2 separate regions of the Rattus norvegicus genome follow, and region 1 is linked to region 2. The links are chromatin contacts, called in public Hi-C maps. All regions are on one chromosome and are shown on one strand. Each heading gives the region's core, a stretch centred on a gene start, on an enhancer-like site or on the middle of the called end of the contact. The rest is flanking DNA. Distances are from core to core; before and after follow the strand shown. Region 1 has its middle 20 kb from the start of Capn2. Region 2 has its middle 24 kb from the start of Tp53bp2.

The links. Hi-C and Micro-C count contacts between places; a contact is called where the count stands out from the background.
Region 1: a Hi-C map of liver shows a contact between it and region 2, with 4 times the contacts expected there. The contact joins two enhancer-like sites. A contact is called at or near these places in 10 of 12 Hi-C or Micro-C datasets (the A7r5 cell line, the Rat2 cell line, frontal cortex and 5 more).

The regions. Positions count from the first base shown.
Region 1 is chr13:96,750,875-96,754,051 of GRCr8, reverse strand. No RefSeq gene overlaps it. Among named protein-coding and RNA genes, the nearest start is that of Capn2, 20 kb to the right of the region's middle. Within about 2 kb of position 1,406, at least 83 of the 93 cell types and tissues checked have an H3K27ac peak or open chromatin away from gene starts, as enhancers often do. A contact at or near this core is called in hepatocytes and liver, where this site is marked.
Region 2 is chr13:96,595,426-96,598,407 of GRCr8, reverse strand. No RefSeq gene overlaps it. Among named protein-coding and RNA genes, the nearest start is that of Tp53bp2, 24 kb to the left of the region's middle. Within about 2 kb of position 1,632, at least 8 of the 93 cell types and tissues checked have an H3K27ac peak or open chromatin away from gene starts, as enhancers often do. A contact at or near this core is called in hepatocytes and liver, where this site is marked.

The DNA.
Region 1 (3,177 bases), core at 157-2,656, 160 kb before region 2:
ACAGTGGGCCCCAAAGGTGAGTAAGTGTCACCCCAACCTCCCACAAAGGAATCTTCCTTCCACTCCCTTCTCTGGGAACTTGCCCCACAGCCATGTCCTGAGTGGTGTGCGTGAGAACCAGCCCTCAGAGCACAGGGGAAGTTACTGTTCCGCCTTCCAGGCTGTGTAGACTGTGGAGCTTCCCGCTGCATACATTCTTATGGTCGCTGTAAAAAATGGAGTGGCTCAGGAGCTGAAGGGTCTTACTCAATCTCACTGGATTAAACTTAGAGTTCCCGTGGCTCAGGAGCTGAAGGGTCTTAGTCAATCTCACTGGATTAAACTTAGAGTTCCCCCTGCGTGCGGGAGAAGTTCGTGTACTGGCCATCCTTGGTGTTTAGACCCTGACTGCATACCTTGGTTTATGGTCTGCCTCATAAATCATTTCCTGGTTTCTGCTATCATGACACCTCCCACTCAACTTCCTGCCTCCCTCATAAGGAATTGGTAGTGATGTTGGGTCCACCTGAAGAGTAAGGGAGTCTCACCATGTCTTAAGATCCTTGACATCACTTCTTCAAAGTCCCTTCTACCCTATAAAGTAACAGTGCAGGTTCGGAAGATTAGGGTGTGGTCATCTTCAGGAAGTTGTCACTCATCCTACCACAGTCACCAAGCCTCAGCCAGCGGGAACAAACGTAATACAAAGGGATTTTAGAGGCAGATTCTTTGTGTGGGTTTATAAAGCAGAGGTAAACAAAGAGATTATACATGGATGATAGAGAGTGAGAGATGACAGATAAATGATAGATAGTAGGGAGATTATGATGAATAGATAATAGATAGAGATAGGCAGATATAGGCTAGATAATGATAGATTATTAATAAGGATGATTGATGATAGATAGATAGATAGATAGATAGATAGATAGATAGATACTTGGATAATAGATTGTAGATTGTAGATGATAAAAATACATTATAGATAATAGGTAGATTATAGTTGCATATGTAGATACTAAATTGCTACATACATACATACATACATACATACATACATACATACATACATTTGCTATGACGGACGTATGGTAAGTACATGAATAGAGACAGATAGCACATACATATTGTGAAGGAGTTGGTATGAGACTCCAGAGGGCTTTGAAATCCAGACCTTGGTAAACACGCCAGTGTACTTTGCTAATTTTAATTGCTAGTGCTGGAACCGCTTTTTTAGGTAGAGATTTCTTTTTTGCCTTGTTGAATCAAATGGTTTTTTTGTTTTTGTTTTTGTTTTTCTTGAAATAACATTACTGTATTTTGCCACACGAGGGAGCCAATGAAACATCAAAGTGGCCTTCACAGCCGCCATTTTGCCCTCGCCTTCTGACTGGTTCTGACGTCATACACCACTGATTGGTCCCTGTGATCTGGGTATAAAGACGATTCCTATTTGTCCAGGAAATCTCAGGGAGCTTTACAGTTGTCTGTACTCAAAGGAACCCACCGAGCTCCACCCAAGAGTAAAGAGAGATTTTCTCTCCTGACAGCTGTCATCGTGAAGGAAGGGATGGGAGTGCTGGGTGCCATCGTGAGTGAGCAGAAGCCCGGGGAAGCTGCAGAACGTCATTATCATCAAGAACCCCAAGTCCTTCCCAGGTCTGCAGGAGAGGGGTTGAGCTGGGCTGGGGATGTAGGAAACTGCGCCTGACGGGAGCTGTGCTCCCAGGCGTGCACCTCCATTGCCCTTGGCATGCCGGTGACAGGATCTATTGTGACACCTCTCCTACACACTGTCACAGGTCACCACCCCTACTGCTTTTATTGACCGGACACCCTCAGGCCTCTGTGTACCTGCAAGGATCACCTCTGGCCTCCATCAGCGCCTACACAAAGATTCTTTGCCTGACTAAACTCTGATCAGGCTCCTGAACCTTCTGAGCACACCTCATAACCTCTACTTTTAACAAAGAGCCCTATAAAGTCGCCTTAATATGCCCATCCTCCAGCCAGCCGTACCCTAAAGGTGCTTACTTGCTGCTATGCCTGACAACCTCAGCTCCTTCCTGGGAACATCGGTTCTCACAATTAAAACAGTTAGCTCCTCTGGTTCCCGTGAACCCAACCATAAGATTATTGTCATTGCTCTTCATAACTCTAACTTTGCTACTGTTATGAATTGTACTGTAAATGATATTCAGGATATCAGGCGTGCGGCCCCTGTAAAAGGGATCGTGACCCACAGTTTGAGGACCAAGAACAGTTGCGTAGTCTTGGAACAAAACGGTAAAAGGGAATAGACTCCTTTAGATTGTCCTGTGACCTACACACACACACAGTCACATGTACATGCATGCATGTAGTATGTGCATGGTTTCCCCAAACACACACGCACTCACGCACGCACGCGCGCACAGACACACACACACACACACACTCACACACACGAATGTGTGAACAAATGAATGAATGAAAAATTAAAGAATCCCTCCCCACCACATTGTTTGGCATTAATGGTAAGTTTTGACCATCAACTTGATTGAGTTAGGAAAGATGTCAGGCAGCAATGAGGTATATCTTTGGGTGTGTCTCACAAGAGTGCCTCTAGAGTGCTTTAAATGAGGGAGCACCTACGCTACTGTAGGTGACATTACCTAGTAAGCTAGAGCTTAGGACAGACATATGGAAAAAAGGAAGGAGAAAGATCACTGAGCACCAGCCTTGCCTGTCTCTGCTTGCCGATGTGCCCAGATCCAAGGCGTGCCAGCCACACGGTCTCTGCCATGCCTTACCACAATGATAGACTACTGTGCCCTCTCAAACCACAAACAAAACAAACCCATCTTCCCCAGGGGTTGCTCTTTGCCAAGGACTTGGTCTTGGTGATGACTCGGGTAACTGAGTTATAAATAACTGGTTTAATCCAAACCCTGTACCCTGAGGCTTTAACTTCCTGACCCAGACCTGCCCCGTGGCCGTCACTTTCCCACTTGCTCACTAGTGTCCCTGCTCAGAAACCCCATTGCCACCGTTCATTATCTAGTATCTAGTCCAGAGTAATCTTTCTTATCATACTTAAGTAAACCACTGAGTCATGTTTTCTTCAAAACTCCCATCCCACATACCACCGCCCTAGTCATCCCAATCCCACACACACACTTTTCTCAAGAGAGAGATGCCACACATTCCCTGGCTTCC
Region 2 (2,982 bases), core at 383-2,882:
TGGTGTCTTTAGCAATAGGGGCTTGCCCTCAGTTGGACAACCAGGAACACTAGCCTGTATCATTTGGGGGTGAATCTGGGATACTCTTGACCCTCAACTCAAAGGGGGAGTAGCCCATACCTGAGACTGGGCTTTTGTTTGGCAACCTATGGATCCTGAGACAAGCGTTAGTGTCTGCATAGGGTAGCATCAATTGAACTCTTTAAAATTTTTTTAAAACATATTCGTTTTATGTGGATGGATGTTTTTTCTACAACCGTGTAGGTCTACCATACATATGTCTGGAACCCAAGGATGTCAGAAGAGGGTGTCACATCCCTTGAATCTAGAGTTACAAAGAATTATAAGCTTGTATGTGGGTGCTGGGAATTGAACCCAGGTCCTCTGCAAGAGCAACATCCACTTCAGCCTCCATAAGGTTTTTCAAAATCTCCTCAGTATTGCTATCTCTCTTCTGACTTCTTCCTCCACCCTTCTCTCCTATCCCTCCCTGACTTAAACCTCCCTCCATATCATTCGTGTCTACTGTCCTCCTCCCTGAAGATCTTCCGTCCCCTTTCTGGTTTCCTGGATTGTACGGTCACTCCATGTTAACACACAGATCTAGGATCCACACGTAAGAACATGGCGCTTTTGTCCTCCTAGGTTTAGGTGACCTCACTCCCTACAATGCTTTCCAGATTATATATTGACCTGCAAATTTCATTTTTCTTTACAGATCAATAAAACTCCACTGCATATGGGTACCATGTTGCCATTATCCATCACCGGTTGATTGACATCTTTAACTCACAGTTCTTCAAATACCCACATAGGCCTAATGGAGACTTGTATTTGGTGGTCAAATCAGTCCTCTCCCCAGAGTCACCCGTGTCCCATGCCTGGTGACACTGCCCACAGCTAATGTGTTCAGTCTACTAGAACTAAAGCCAACCTCCCTTTCTTGTAGAGCCCTACCTCATACTCACCTCTGCACAGCGGCAGCAAGGGCAGAGCTGTGTGTTCTGTGTTTGCAGCAGCGCTACGGTACTATGACAAAATGACTAGCACCAAAGCGAAAACAGATCCAGGACCCAAGACTCCAAAGAGCAGAGCTGAAAAGGGGGCCTCAAGACTTGTGAGAGCTGGCTAGCCCACTGAAAACCACCACTCAGTCCTCCAAGTAGCACGGGCTTCGGTTACTGGCCGCTTGGGAATTATCGAGCACACGTACAATATCATTTTGTTAAATTCTCATAGCTCCACGAAGTAGTTTTTTCTCTATTTTACAAGGGAGGTAGGGGAACCAAAGTTTTAAAAAGTAACCTGAGTCGATGGAGGATCTGTAATTAAAGCCGGGTCTGGTTAACTCCAAATCCCACTGTTTCCTACAGTTTAATCCTGACCTACTTGGGGGCTCACAGCTATGGAGAACAATGGGCATCTGAGCCAGGGCAGCATTCTTCCCTCGGGGTCAACGGCTCTATTCTCTCATCCTCACGATAACAGGGGGGGCCCACGCTTGTTTACAGAACAGCCATGAGGTTTGCTGCAATCCTTGTGGATCAATACCAAGGTAATTATAAAGCGAGAGCACAGTGTGACGGTGCTGCCCAGCTCCACCCGGGTATTACGTTTCCTACGATGACTCATCCTGCCTGGTCCTCACCCTGTGCCAACCAGACAACAAGTCTGAAGCTTCATTTGCCCTGACTGGTGTCTGCTTCCACCCTCTGGGATTTCCACCTGAAAGACGGCCTGCCTCACTCCCCTCACGGCACAGGCTCAGTCTCTGGTGCTTGTGAGGATCTGAAAGGAGAGCTCTGCTGTGTGACCTATGTAAAGTTTTGAAAGAAAGGAAAGCACATACGCAACCAAACACACACACACACACACACACACACACACACACACACACACTCGAGTACACACACATGCATGTGCACATGCACATACACATACACACAGGTACGAACACACCCACATACACATACACACACATGCATGTGCACATGCACACACACATACACACAGGTACGCACACACACCACACCCATACACACTTGTATCCATGTACCTTCCCCCGTTCTACTGAGGCTGAAGGTAACAGACTCTTTTTTATTTTTTTAATGTATTTATTTTATGTATGTGAGTACACTGTCGCTGTATTCAGACACAGCAGAAGAGGGCATCAGATCCCATTACAAATGGTTGTGAGCCACCATTTGGTTGCCAGGATTTGAACTCAGGACCTCTGGAAGGGTAGTCAGTGCTCTTAACCACTGAGCCATCTCTCCAGCCCCCTTCTCAGACTCTTGAATTGATTATTAGAAGCAGCTGGGACAATGGCCTGTTCCTCAAATCCTGAACCTTTTGACTCTGTCACCTGCCAGGCTAACAGAAATCGCCCTTGACTGTGACATTAGTCAGTGGTAGTAAAGGATGCGTGTGCCTGTTGTGTGACTTTGCCTGGGAAGACACAAATTTCACGGCCTGTGCTAGGCCGTGGGTAACAGACTGGAGAATAATTCCTCCCAAGTCTAGGTGGATCACTGGACTTACAGGGGTCACTCACAAGAGCATGGGTGACCTAAAGGGGCTGCATTGCCAGAGAAGCCACCACATTTATCCCCAGGACCTTCCTGCATACTTTGCAGGTGCTTCTGTTGCTGTAGATCCCTCTCCCTGTGACCGTCCTCTGCTTTTACAGCCTCAGGGGAGGGGGACTTCTGGAAAGTCCCCTTAGCTTTCTGAGCCTTAGGGGGCTCCTTGTTGCCTTCTTCCCTCCAAAAGGAAGTGTTTGTTTCAGTTTGGCAAAAAGGGATACAAGTGTCAGAGGTCTGTCCTGGGTTGGGAGATTGGTGCAAGGAGACAAAAGTAGCCTGTTTCCCTGTCCAAGGTCCAAGACCTTTCTCTAAGATGATCAGACGGAGCAGCCACTGGAGAAGCATCGCCTGATGAGAAGGTCTTTGTCAGCCCTCTTAGGAACTCGGGTAACATCTA